Regions from separate parts of the Sus scrofa genome. Here region 1 is linked to region 2. The links are chromatin contacts, called in public HiChIP or PLAC-seq maps. All regions are on one chromosome and are shown on one strand. The core of a region is the stretch at or near the end of the contact, and the rest is flanking DNA. Distances in the headings are between cores, read along the strand shown.

Region 1 (6,479 bases), core at 588-3,087, 170 kb after region 2:
ATAGCCCACGCGCGCTTCCCCGCCCTGCCCCCGCCTCTGTCCACACGTGCTGCGCGACCTTCCCACGTCTGTCTTCCCTGAAAGCGGGTCCGTTGATCCAAAGGACTCCTTGTCTAACCTGACTGACATATATTTGAATACTGTGGTTTCCTTTTTCTTTCTTCTTCCTTTTCACTACCCTTCCCAGAGGCAGTGGGTTCCAAAAGCCAGCTGCACACCCCGCCTAGGATACTGTAAGTCACCAAGGGGAGCGTCAAAGCTGCTCGGTCCCTTCAGTCCTGCTCTTAGGGTCTTCTTGATTCTCAGCAGCTGCCCTGGGACTCTTCAGTCTCATAAAACTTGAAACTCTTGGAGTCTGAACAACACCCCCGGCTACCGCACTGCCGGACTGAACTGAGCCGGCCCAGGTAGTTCACCTCCAGGGTTCCCGCTGGGCTCGAGGGCCTAGGATCGAGGGGTCGGGATGTCATCTGTACACAGGTCCCCACTGACGCGTGTGATGCGGTTTCCAGGATAGAGTACGTGTTCCCCATTTGCTGAGAGCGGGGGTACCATTCTCCTCCTCCGCAGTCTCCCCCCAGTACATGTAAAACACCTCTGTGGTTTAAGATGTCTTGATGCTTTTGTTCTTTCTGAGCTGAGAGATGATCTCAATTGTCTGAAGCAGATCTGGAAGTTTGAAAAGGAGTTTGATTCTTGAAATATTTGTCACCTTTCGAAAGGATCCAAATAGATAGAAGGGATAATGCTGCTGCTGTCTTTGCTCATTGCTAGAAAGCATTTCACCACGCTACTTGGAATAGTTTCACATGACCCATTCTTGAGAGTCCCCGGGAGTGTCCTGAGCAGTTGCCTACGTCCAAGGGGCCCAGCACCATCTGAACCTGCAGCCCGCCAGTCCCCCTTCTGACCGCATTTGGTGTAACAGCACAGGTTCTGGGACACCTCTGGTTACTGGCCTCATAGGTCCTCTTGGGTAAGTTATCTAGTCGAGAACTAATCAAGAAGAAACCATGGCTTTAGTGGAGGAGCTGGTGATGGGCCTCGTTCTTTATCTCCTCTCCTGGTGTCTAGCCCATGATAGTAACAGAAGCAGCGGGTGGGGTTTTTGGCCTGGGCCAAGGCTCTAAGCACTTGCTGAAGATGACAGCAGCCAGGAAACTCATTAGGCCTTGTCATTTCACTCCAGTGTCTCAGGAACTCAGATTTAGTGTCTCCACAATACTCCAGAGGTGCCAGGAAGTCAGAAATGTAGGCAGAATGTCAAGAGCAAGGCTGACTGCTCCCTCTAACGGAGCTTCTCACACAGACGGCAGGCTCGGGGAGGGAGACCTTAACCCTAGTGCCTCCCTGGCCGCTGTTCTTGCCGCTGTCCCAAGAGAAGTCTGCCGGCGAGGTGCGCCAGGATGGGAGGCAAGCACAGGAGCAGGAAGCACTCCAGCAGGAAGGCCCCCCCTCTCAGCATTCCCTCAAACTCTGGTACCACTACCAGGCCCGGTTCTGTGGCTGCCGGCAGCTTGCCCTGAGCCAGTGCATCCGTGGAAGCGAGGGGAATTCTGGTTTTGAGTGAGAAGGTGTGGACTGGTATTTGTGGCAGGTCTTTGGCTGGCTCACCTCATGCACTTCCTCTTCTCAGGGATGCTAAGAGAGGGAGGGAGAGTCTCCTTTCCTAGGTGAGACAGAAGGTTGCCATCGGATTTTACTTGTTCCGTTTTCCTAAGGTCAGGTAGTTAGAGAATCCAGAGATAAAAGGTCATGGCACCCGTCTAGGTTTTAGCAGGCAGAGTGCCGACTTGCTTCCACCTCCCAGGGCAAGACTCCCTCTCTTTGTGTGTGACTTCTGCACCACTTCCAGGCTCCCATCCCCACTAATGTGAGTCACCCGGGAAAGGGGTCGTGGCTTTCTGGGCTTCCTTTCTTAGCTGGTCTCAAGTTCCTCAGAGAAAAGGCCTTGGCTTCCCATTTCTTCCCCTCCCCTCCCCCACCACAAAGCAAACATTCTCTGCATGTCACTTGCTCTGAGCAGGCAGATACAGAGAGGGAGCCTGGAGTGGAGCCCCTTGGAAGCCAGCCAACAGAGCCTGACACATTCAAACTATATGTCAGCCATAGAACAAAAAGAATATGGCGTTTTGAATCATGTGCATTTTCGTATACTTACTTATATCTCAGATTCTTAGGAATTTGAAAAACTTCAGACTCCTTTTATTTATTCTCATCATTTGGAAAACCCCTAAGTAGTTTTTTAAATGCAGGATTGGGAGTTCCCGTCGTGGCTTAACGGTTAATGAATCTGACTGGCATCCATGAGGACGCAAGTTCCATCCCTGGCCTTGCTCAGTGGGTTAAGGATCCGGCGTTGCCATGAGCTGTGATGTAGGTTGCAGACACGGCTCGGATCCTGCGTTGCTGTGGCTCTGGTGTAGGCAGGCAGCTACAGCTCCGATTCGACCTCTAGCCTGGGAACCTCCATATGCCTTGGGTGCGGCCCTAAAAAGCCAAGGAAAAAAAAAAAAAAAGCAGGATTCCAGTGCTCTGAGTTCCCCCCAAGCCTTTAGAGACTCTCCATTCCTGAATCACCTCTTCCCCAGTGGTCTTCAGTTCCCCAAGGGCGTAGGGCCAGAGCCCGTGTTCTGGTCTCTCTCCCCGCTTCCCCTCATTCTCCCTCTCTGTCTCTGACTCTGTCTCCTCCTTCCCCTGCCTCTCTCATTCTTTTTCTCTCTCACTTGCCTTTGCTTTGTCTTCTCTCCAGCTGCACTCCTCTCGGTCCTCCTCTGCACTAGGACAGGGTCACATGTCAAGGCAATCGTGTTTGAAGCCGAATCCCCTTTCCTGCCCAGACCTCAGACAAAAGATAAGTCATGAGCAAACCCAGACTGACCTTCCGGGGTGACACGCTCCCCCAGACCATCTGGTGAGATCGCAGTGGAGACCCAGGGACTGTCGCTGGAGCACAGAGAGAGCACTGTCTTCTCAGGCTGGTGGTGAGGGAAGCCCACGGTGATTTCCTCTCCTTCCCCATCCCCAGGACCCGCCACGACACACAGGTAGGGATGTCGGGAGGCAGGTAGGGATAGCGGGAGACACGCAGTGGGCGAGTCTCCCTGGGCCAGGACAAAGCTGAGATAGTGCCTCTATATTCTGTTTTGCCTTCCGCCCAACACTGACACCTGGACCCCGTAGCCCAGCAGGCCCTGCACCACACATGCTAGATGAACATGTGAACAGCTCCCCCGGTCAGACTGCAGTGCACTGGATGGCACGGCCGACACGAGGGCTGGCAGCCCGAGGCGTCCTGCGTGGCTTCTCCCAGCGCAGTGTTCCCAGGTCAATCCAAGCAGGAAAACAGACTATACAGCAAATGCTGTGTGAGATCTTAGGCCTTTACTTTTATGTTTTTGTTTTTGTTTTTAGAGAAAGAAGGAGAAAAAGAAAAGTAAAATTAACACGCCTCTTTTGTAAATGGTTTTCCTTTCTGTGTATAAAATCCCTGCAGTTCCTTGTTTTTACATGTTCATGCTGTGTAATTTTGAGATGTTACTGAGATTCTGAACATAATGTGCATTTTTTTCTGTACAGATGAAATGGGAGACTTTAATAAAGAGTTTGCAGGTTTTTACTTGTTAAATCTTCTCTGTGCTGACTGGGAGGACCGTCCACCCCCCTGCTCTGCTGGTAGAAGTCTCCTGAGCTGTGAGCCCTGACGGTGAACTTGGCACTGATGTTCAAAACGTAACTGCTAGAATGTCTGTGTTCTTGGCTACTTAGGTCAAGCAGAGTAGGGCTACAGGCCTTTTAGAGGAGAGCGGGAAGCCAGATCTGGAGTTTTTCTGACTCTCAGGCTGATGCGTCCAGAATTACTCATTCTAACTGATGTGTTTAAGCCATGTCATGAGTCTCCTTCCTGTGGGAGCACGTATCTGGAACTTCTTACAGATGTGACGCATGAGCAGCACCGTGTCTCTGGTGGCCCACCTTCTCATTCAGGCCCGGAACTAGGCCGCGTTTATTTTCCAGGCCCTGCTCTGTCCCATAGTCAGTGCTTGCTTCCCCATTCCAACAGCCCAGTCCAGAGGTCATGACACTCCTCCCATGTCTTTTCTTCTCCCTTCCCTCAGCTAAACTAATTTGCATCAGGGCATTAAAAAGTGACAGTTTAGGAGTTCCTGTTGTGGATCAGCGGTTAACAAATCTGACTAGCATCCTTCAGGGTGCAGGTTCAATCCCTGGCCTCTCTCAGTGGGTTAAGGATCCAGCATTGCCGTGAGCTGTGGTGTAGGTTGCAGACGAGGCTCGGGTCCCGCGTTGCTGTGGCTCTGGTGCCGGCCGGTGGCTACAGCTCCGATTCGACCCCTAGCCTGGGAACCTCCATATACCGCGGGAGCAGCCCAAGAAAATGGCAAAAAAAGACAAAAAAATAAAAAAATAATTAAAAAAAATAAAATGTAATACAATGAACTTATTTACAAAACAGAAAGAGACTCAGATTTCAAAATCAAATTTATGGTTACATGTGGAATACACAGGGGAAAGGATAAATCAGAAGTTTAGGATTAACACATACACACTAATATACATACATCATAGATAATCATAGAGTCTGCAGACCCCCAGACAGGCCACCCCTGCGAGCTTTTAGCTTTATTGCTGGGTTTCCACCTCCGTTGCCCAAAACAACAACCCACAGCACAGCAGGGTCTTCTCAAATTACTTGTTAACTACAGAGAACAAACTAGTCCTTTGCAGTGGAGGAGATGCGGCCAAAGCCCATGATCTGTATGAACATCATCAGGAATGGGACGAATAAACATCCCACTCCTGATCGAAAGTACCGAGGGCACAACGTCCTTCCTGTGGCATTTCTGTCAAAAGTGCTGCAGAGTGTGACCCTGGATTGAAAAAACCATTTTTTTTTTTTGTCCCTGCCCAAGGCATACGGAAGTTCCTAGGCCAAGGCTCAAACCCATGCCACAACAGCCACCTGAGCCACTGCAGTAACAATGCTGGATTCTTAACCTGCTGCACCACCAGGGAATTCCCAGAAAACAAACTTTTTTTCGTTACTCAGCACACACTAAGGTAACCTTTATGGAGAATTGTGTCTCTAGGGTTTTTGTTTTTGTTTTTTAATTTTATGGCTGCATCCACAGCACATGGAAGCTCTTGGGCCAGGGGTTGAATCCAAGTGGCAGCTGCACCCACGCCACAGCTGCAGCAACACTGGATCCTCAACACACTGTGCCAGGCCAGGGATTGAACTTGAACCTCCTCAGCGACCCAACCACTGCGTTACAGCAGCAGCTACTAATTGTGCCTCTGGGTTTTAAATGATGCTTCTACGCTACTGAGAACCAGGCAGCCAATAGTAGTTCTTACTTTGTTTTTTGGTTCTTTTTTAAAAGGTTATTTTTGGAGTTCCCATCGTGGCACAGTAGTTAACAAATCTGACTAGGAACCATGAGGTTGTAGGTTTGATCCCTGGCCTTGCTCAGTGGGTTAAGGATCTGGCGTTGCCGTGAGCTGTGGTGTAGGTTGCAGACTCGGCTCAGATCCCATGTTGCCGTGGCTCTGGCGTAGGCCGGTGGCTACAGCTCCGATTTGACCCCTAGCCTGGGAACCTCCACATGCCATGGGAGCGAGCGGTCCTAGAAAAGGCAAAAGGACAAAAAAAAAAAAAAGACATTTATTTTTTCCATTATACTTGATTGAGTACTTTGGTTTTTTTTGTTTGTTTGATTTTTGCTTTTTAGGGGCCACACGCACAGCATATGGAGGTTCCCAGCCTAGGGGTCAGATTGCAGCTATAGCTGTCAGCCTATACCACAGCCACAGCAACGCAGGATCCAAGCCGTGTCTGTGGCCTACACCACAGCTCCCAGCAGCACTGGATCCTTAACCCACTGAGCGAGGCCAAGGATCAAACCCAAAACCTCATGGTTCCTAGTTGGATTCATTTCTGCTGTGCCACGACGGAAACTCCATGTTCTTACTTTGTAAGAATAGTTTGATGCAACCAATAAAGAAGATTTGAATATGGAAAAAAAAATTTTTTTTTTTCAGGGCCGCACCTGTAACATGCAGAAGTTCCCAGGCTAGGGGTCACAAATCAGAGCTACAGCTGCTGGACTATACCACAGCCACATCAACGCAGGATCTGAGCCATGTCTGTGACCCACACCACAGCTCCCAGCAGCACTGGATCTTCAACCCACTGAGCAAGGCCAGGGATCGAACCCGCATCCTCATGGATCCTAGTCAGGTTCATTAACCACTGAGCCATGAAGGGAACTCCTGAAAAAAAAATTTTTTTGACAATTGTATTATGTTACACTAAGACTGATGCCTGACTTATCAGAAATGATAGAAGTCAGAAGACAGTGAAAAGACATATTTAAAGTCCAGGGGTAATAAACTGCCAATGTAGAATTTTTTACCTAGTTGAAGTAGCCTTTAAAACAAAGCTGTTTTCATATAAAGGA
Region 2 (6,651 bases), core at 2,713-5,212:
TAGCTTTTCCATTCAACTGAATTGTAAACACCTGCAGTTTAGGTACTTAGTTAATATCTTTGGAGCATCCGCATGGATCAGTACTGATTTCTCTGCCTCATAGATAAAAATCACAACACCTTAAGGAGTGTGCTGATGGAGATGTCCTATGCGCTGAATGATGCTGGAGAGCGAGTCTGCTCCTGCCATCCTGTACAAACATTCCTTGGGGGACCCACTTGCAAACTATTGACCAAAAGTGCCATTTTCCAAAACCCAGAAAATGATGGCAGCATCCTAGTGTGTACTGGGGATGAAGCATCAAATTCTGCACTGGTGAGTAGCCTGTCAGATTTTTATACTGAAGCATGTGTGAAGCAGAAGGCCAAAGTGCTGCTCCACAAGTGCACTGACCTTCATACATGTGTATGTGTGCTTGCTTAGTTTGCTACGTAAGTCACACTTTACAAACTACTCTATAGTTTGCTCTTTTTCCATGTAAGTTCCTATTTTGGATACCTTTCTATACCAGCATCTGTAGATTGACCTCATTCTTTTCATACAGTCTCTAAGGGGCCATAGTGCGAACCTTTAAAAAAAATAGGTGGGGGAGTTCTCTTCGTGCCTCAGCAGTTAAACAATCCGACTGGTATCCATGAGGATGTGGGTTCAATCCCTGGCCTCGCTCAGTGGGTTCAGGATCCGGCGTTGACATGAGCTGTGGTGTAGGTCGCAGATGCAGCTTAGAGCTGTGGTGTAGGTCGCAGATGCAGCTTAGAGTCCGAGTTTCTGTGGCTGTCGCATAGGCTGGCAGCTGTAACTCCAATTAGACCCCCTAGCCTAGGAACTTCCATATGCCATGGACTTGGCACTAAAAAAAAAAAAAAAAAGAGGGGGGACTACTGAAACCTAAAATAATTGATCAGCTGTCAGTGTCATCAGGGTGACAGTAACAGATGAAATGTTGATGGGGAGTTTTACAGTATAGGAGTCAGCCTGTCACCACGTTGATCAACCTTTGCACCTCTGTGAGTGGGTTAACCAGAAATAATTTGCTTCTTGATAATAAGGTAAAAAGACGCGCATGGTGCCTTCTATGTGGTGTCCTTGAACCCACAGAGCAGCATTTGTCCACTTAATCACACTGGTCATGTGAGCACTTAATGTGGTTAATTTTTAAGTTTTTGTGTAATTTTTTGTTTTTTGGCTTTTGCTCTTGGCTTTTTAGGGCTGCACCCATAGGTTCCCAGGCTAGGGATCAAATTGGAGCTGTAGCTGCTGGCTTACACCACAGCCATAGCAACACGGGATCCGAGTCGAATCTGCGACCTACGCCACAGCTCACGGTAACACCGGATCCTTAACCCACTGAGCAAAGCCAGGAATCGAACCCTCGTCCTCATGGTTCCTAGTCAGATTCGTTAACCACTGCGCCACGACGGGAACTCTGAAAACACCAGTTTTAGAATATAGATTCCGGGAGTTCCCGTCGTGGCGCAGTGGTTAATGAATCCGACTAGGAACCATGAGGTTGCAGGTTCGATCCCTACCCTTGCTCAGTGGGTTAACGATCCGGCGTTGCCGTGAGCTGTAGTGTAGGTCACAGACACGGCTCGGATCCCACATTGCTGTGGCTGTGGCGTAGGCTGGTGGCTACAGCTCCGATTCAACCCCTAGCCTGGGAATCTCCATGTGCCGCGGGAGCGGCCCAAGAAATGGCAAAAAGACAAAAAAAAAAAAAAAAAAAAAAGAATATAGATTCCGTAAGGGCAGAGACAGGGACTTCTTTTGTCTTCTCTACCTAGAAGTTTTTGGCACATAGTTTGAAGTAGTAAGCTTGGTCTTCAGATGCACTCTCAGGAGATTAATTGCCGATTACATTGGGTGAGGCCTGTGTTAGGTGTGCTGGGTTCGTGCAACCACGTGAAGGTTAAGGACAGTCTGTTTTGCTGCCCAGGCGGTGCTGTCTCTGTAGCACGTTCAAAGTGACGTGACGATAGAGAAGGCAAGTTCCCAAGCTGAAGCGAATGACTTCCTGACCTTTGTCTCTGCTTGTCTTGTCTAGCTGTGGGATGCTGGCAGTGGCTCGCTGCTGCAGGATCTGCAGGCCCATCAGCCGGTCATGGACATCTGCCCGTTTGAGGTGAACCATAACAGCTACCTGGCTACCTTGACAGAGAAGATGGTCCACATCTATAAGTGGGAGTGACCATGGCCTTGAAACCTGTTGGGCATGTTGCTGGTTAATGTTAAATGTTGTTTCCTGGCACCTCGAAGCCCTGATCAAGTTCTGTGCTGATTGTGGCCTAGAACTTTTGCAATCATGGCTACTTAGGGTTAGTATGATTCTAAGACTCCAGGTCACCAAGACACTACAGATTGTGTATTTCCAGTGTCCATCAGAAGAGTGACTGGTACTCCATCAACATTATCCATTTCTTGGGTTAAAAGCCTTCATTAAACTTTGTTGAGAATCTATATTTTTTATTCAGACTTTCTGCTGGACCTCAGAGGGTATCCTTCCAGCAGGCATTTAGGATATGAGTGTGCACCAAGCATTTCCAGAGGATGTGACAGCCCTCTAGAGTGGTCTTATCACTTGAGCTCTAAGACTTGGGAATGTTTAGTCCCTGGAGGGACTAACCAACCATCTTGATGCAGCGTGGACACAGAAGAGTCTTCATGTGAACACAAGAGGGCGCTGAAGTACCTTGGGACAGATTTGATCTATTTCCGACCTTAGCGGCTGAAAACCTTTTAGTGTAACTTGGTCCCATCCCAGGTGTGTGGTAGAGCGCATCCAGTCTGCTTCGTGGCAGGAACAGTTATGTTCCAGGTGTGCCATGCTGGGATATGGGCACACTCAGTGATGAAGGTGGCTGGCGGACCCATTCCTAATGCCGAGTCTACCCAGTTCATCACACTGTGGCAATCAAGGAAAGAGACCCCTTGTTTGAGCACTAGAGAAGCCTCGCTTTTTTTCTAACCAGCTTAGGATCTCAGGATTGGTTTTATATAAGCCAGTGCTTTGAAGGCCACTCTTTTCCCCTCTCGCTAAGAAGAGATAAGCCATATGTCAGAGCTCTCGAGGCTCTCCTAGGATGAGATGTCAGGAGCAAGGAGCCATAACCAAGAGAGGCTGACGAAAGAGAAGCTGCTCAAACTGCTGTTGACAGCAGGAGAAGGGCGTGTTTGTCTCTTCCGTTAGCGTTTCTGAATAAAGCCAGCCCCCTGGAATGAGGGGCCATTCTTGAGCATGTCTGGGACTCCCCCGTTAAAGCCTTCCCCCAGGTGAAACTGATGTTGGATTCCGAGTTCCTCTGATTTGCCTGCCTTCCTAACTTTTTTTAAAAGGGTTCCTGGTATCATAGTTATTCTCAGGACGATATTAGTGGTGGATTTACAGGGAGATGCTCAACCATCATTCATTCTAGTCCTGGATTGTCCAGCTTTCTCTCTAATAGAGGGTTTAGTTTATATCTGTTTGCTTTGCCAAAGGCTACTGTGTTAAACTGCTGTCCCCAACAGAACATGTCTCAAGGCGTGCTCCTTGTTCTTGGGAGCAGGATGGCGAATAGTGTGATTTTCTTAAATAACTGTTGTAGAAATGTGGTTTTTATTTTAAAACAGTTCTGACCTGTCGGTTCCTGAGCTGTTTCCAGCATTTCTCCTGGCTATTGCAGTAGATTTCCCAGAGTTCCACCTTTTAGTTGTGCTTTTTTAAGAGTGGCCTCCTTCTATTTAAGGACCTCTTTCAAAAAGCCGGTTTCCAAGGCTTAGGAAAGAGTCCGCTTTCTCAGAGGAGGTATTCCCTTTGATATGTTGATGATTGAGAATGCCAGGGCATAGAGCTTCCGGTGGCAGGAAAAGATTTGAATTAAAAAGCAGAACTCTTGTGGTTTCTGCCACTGATCAGAGAGGATGCGAGTGCTCTGGTTCTGGCCGCCTTTGTCTTGGGCAGGAGCAGAAACCAGGGCAGGGCTGGGATTTGACTAATGTTGCAGTTACACTCAGCGGAGGCCAGTTCATTCCTCCCCAGCATAGGAACCAAGGGACTGGTATTACTAGAGGAGTTGAAAGAATCTCATGTCCTACCAATCTTTGCATTCCTCTAGTAAATTTAGATGTTTTAGAAACAAATTCTTGTGACGGACTGATTTCTCCAAAGGAAAAAACTTCACCCCTGGCCCTGCTCCCCTCTGCCTGGCAGCAGAGGTTACAGCTGAGACCAGGCTCTGCCCCACCCCGTTCCCTCTCCCTGTCTCTGAGCTCGTTCCCTATTTGGGGGTTTGGAGTTAAAGCAACCTCAAAATATGTTCTTACTGTATATATCCTGAACCTGCTTTGAAAACCAGTGTGTCTTTGTTTAAGTTCTATATTTTATGTTTGTGTTTTACTCTTTAATGTTAATATGAATAAAACATTTACCATGTGTACCAGCTCTTGAGGTCTTTTGTCTTTTTGACCGCTAGAGGCAGGATCGTGTCTCCCTTTGGAGGAGGGTTGCAGTTGCAGCCCAGTAGGTCTTCATTCATTTCGTATAGTCAGATCCAGGATGGGCCCTGGACCTGAAGTGAAAATCTTGTTTAAATTGATGAGGTAGTTGAGGCTGTTGTTGGACATTCTCTTTTACTGTTGCTACGGAGACGGTCTGTGTTTGCCTGTTAAGAACTTCCCTACACTGGTCATTTGTTTACTCTCGGATCCAGAGGTCTAAATGCTGCAACTGCATCTCCCAGACTCTGCCTGCTGGCTTCCTATGAGTCGAATCCAGAAGACTATAATATGGGAAGAGGAGAGAACTCACCCTTTTCTTTTTCTTTTATATATATATATTTATTTATAAATACATATTTATTTATTTATTTATTTTTGCTTTTTAGGGCTGCACCTGCAGCCTATGGAAGTTCCCAGGCTAGGGGCAAATTGGAGCTACAGCTGCCGGCCACAGCCACAGCAACATGAGATCCAAGCCACGTCTGCTCATGGCAACATCAGATCCTTAACCCACTGAGCAAGGCCAGGAATCAAATCGCCTCCTCACGGATGCTAGTTGGGCTTGTTAAATGCTGAGTCATGAAGGGAACTCCACCCTTTTCTTTCTATTAGTCTTTGGCAGCTTTTCTGAGGGTGGTGGCAGCACTGGGCAAATGTGGGCTCCTGGGTTTGTGCTCAGCACAGTTCTGGCCACTTGCTCAGCTTCTTTTTCTGTTGAGTTCAGGGATCCCTTTTGCCATAAATAATGGGGTTCTGGGATTAGACTGGAAAGGCTGAAAATGTTTTCTAGCCAAACAGCAAGTGGAATTTAATAGATTACAGGAGGACTAAATCCATAGGTATAAATAAGCTTAACATTGTCAGGGAGCCTGACAGAAAAGGATAAAGAGGTAAAACCCCAAATTACCAAGAAACCTAACACCACTCTTTTCTCTTCCGTAGTGTTCTTTTTTGTTTCCCATCTCAGTGATTGGCTGCAAGTGAAATCTCTGAAAATAAACGCCTGTGTGTCCTTGTCCTTTGATCAGTCAACTTGTTTGTTGGTAAGAATCTCTTCTGTTTATTAATCCCTGTATAGTACACAAAGCCCCTTCCTAATAATTTTTAAACAATGTTGTGGAATAAATATTATTATTCCAATTTATAGGGAAAGAAACAGGTTAAAAATCCAGTTAAAGGCGTTCCTGTTGTAGCTCAGTAGGTTAAAAACCCCATGTAGTGTCCATGAGGATGTGGGTTTGATGCCCGACCTCACTCTGGGTTAAGGATCCAGTGTGACCACAAATTGTGGCATAGGTCACAGACATGGCTCGGATCTGGCATTGCTATGGCAGGTGCAGCCCTAAAAAGGAAAAAAAATTAAAAATCCAGTTAAAGAGAAAAAACATTTAGGTGGCATTTAATTCAGTTTTACATATCCTAGTCTTTACATTCTATACTTTGCATTTAAAATTAAAGCACACAGGTAGTTCCCATCGTGGTGCAGCAGAAACAAATCAGACTAGGAACCATGAGGTTGTGGGTTCAATCCCTGGCTTCACTCAGTGGGTTAAGGATCCGGTGTTGCTGTGAGTAGGTCGCAGATGCGGCTTGGATCTGGCGTTGCTGTGGCTGTGGTGTAGGCTGGCAGCTGAAACTCCAATTAGACCCTAGCCTGGGACCCTCCATATACCGCTGGGGCGGCCCCCACCCCCCACAAAAAAGAAAAAGTAAAATTAACGCATTTTCTTGTGACCCTTTATATTCTTCCGAATGCTCTCATTTGTCTTGGGTTTCTGGGTGCTGAGGCTGAGAACACTGTCCAGTGGAAGAGTCCATGATACATGGGCCAGAGCTACCCAGTTCACTGCTCATCGGAGTTGGGTTGAAGGGAGAAGGAAGGTGGTGAAACTGCTCTGTCCTGCTGTAGAAAGCAGGGTTCAGGGCTGGCAGGATAGAAGCCTCCTGCTGTTGAGGGGTGAGAAGGGCCGTGAACTCTCACTTGGCCCTAAGAAGTAACAATAGGTGTATCTAATTATGGACACACCAAGCAGAACTGGAATGTGGGCCCAAAGTAACAACATCTAGATTTGATTTTTTTTTTTTTCCTTGTTTAGGGCCACACCCATGGCATATGGAGGGTCCCAGGCTAGGGGTTGAATCAGAGCTATAGCCGCCAGCCTATACCACAGCCAC

Evidence for each region. HiChIP or PLAC-seq counts read pairs in DNA pulled down with a chosen protein or histone mark.
Region 1: a contact with region 2 is called in an H3K27ac HiChIP or PLAC-seq map of alveolar macrophages. The contact joins two enhancer-like sites. A contact is called at or near these places in 11 of 47 Hi-C or Micro-C datasets (adipose tissue, blood, embryonic fibroblasts and 6 more) and 1 of 2 datasets of contacts at active chromatin or transcription factors (alveolar macrophages).

Annotation. Positions count from the first base shown.
Region 1 is chr6:13,161,869-13,168,347 of Sscrofa11.1, forward strand. It overlaps GLG1 (Golgi apparatus protein 1), which reads left to right. Exons shown (of 27, transcript XM_005664351.3): 27 at 1-3,619. Among named protein-coding and RNA genes, the nearest start is that of PDPR, 22 kb to the right of the region's middle. Within about 2 kb of position 1,838, at least 13 of the 83 cell types and tissues checked have an H3K27ac peak or open chromatin away from gene starts, as enhancers often do. A contact at or near this core is called in adipose tissue and alveolar macrophages, where this site is marked.
Region 2 is chr6:12,989,634-12,996,284 of Sscrofa11.1, forward strand. It overlaps RFWD3 (E3 ubiquitin-protein ligase RFWD3), which reads left to right. Exons shown (of 13, transcript XM_003481788.4): 12 at 104-315; 13 at 2,045-4,419. The coding sequence ends at 2,188. Among named protein-coding and RNA genes, the nearest start is that of GLG1, 19 kb to the right of the region's middle. Within about 2 kb of position 3,963, at least 14 of the 83 cell types and tissues checked have an H3K27ac peak or open chromatin away from gene starts, as enhancers often do. A contact at or near this core is called in adipose tissue and alveolar macrophages, where this site is marked.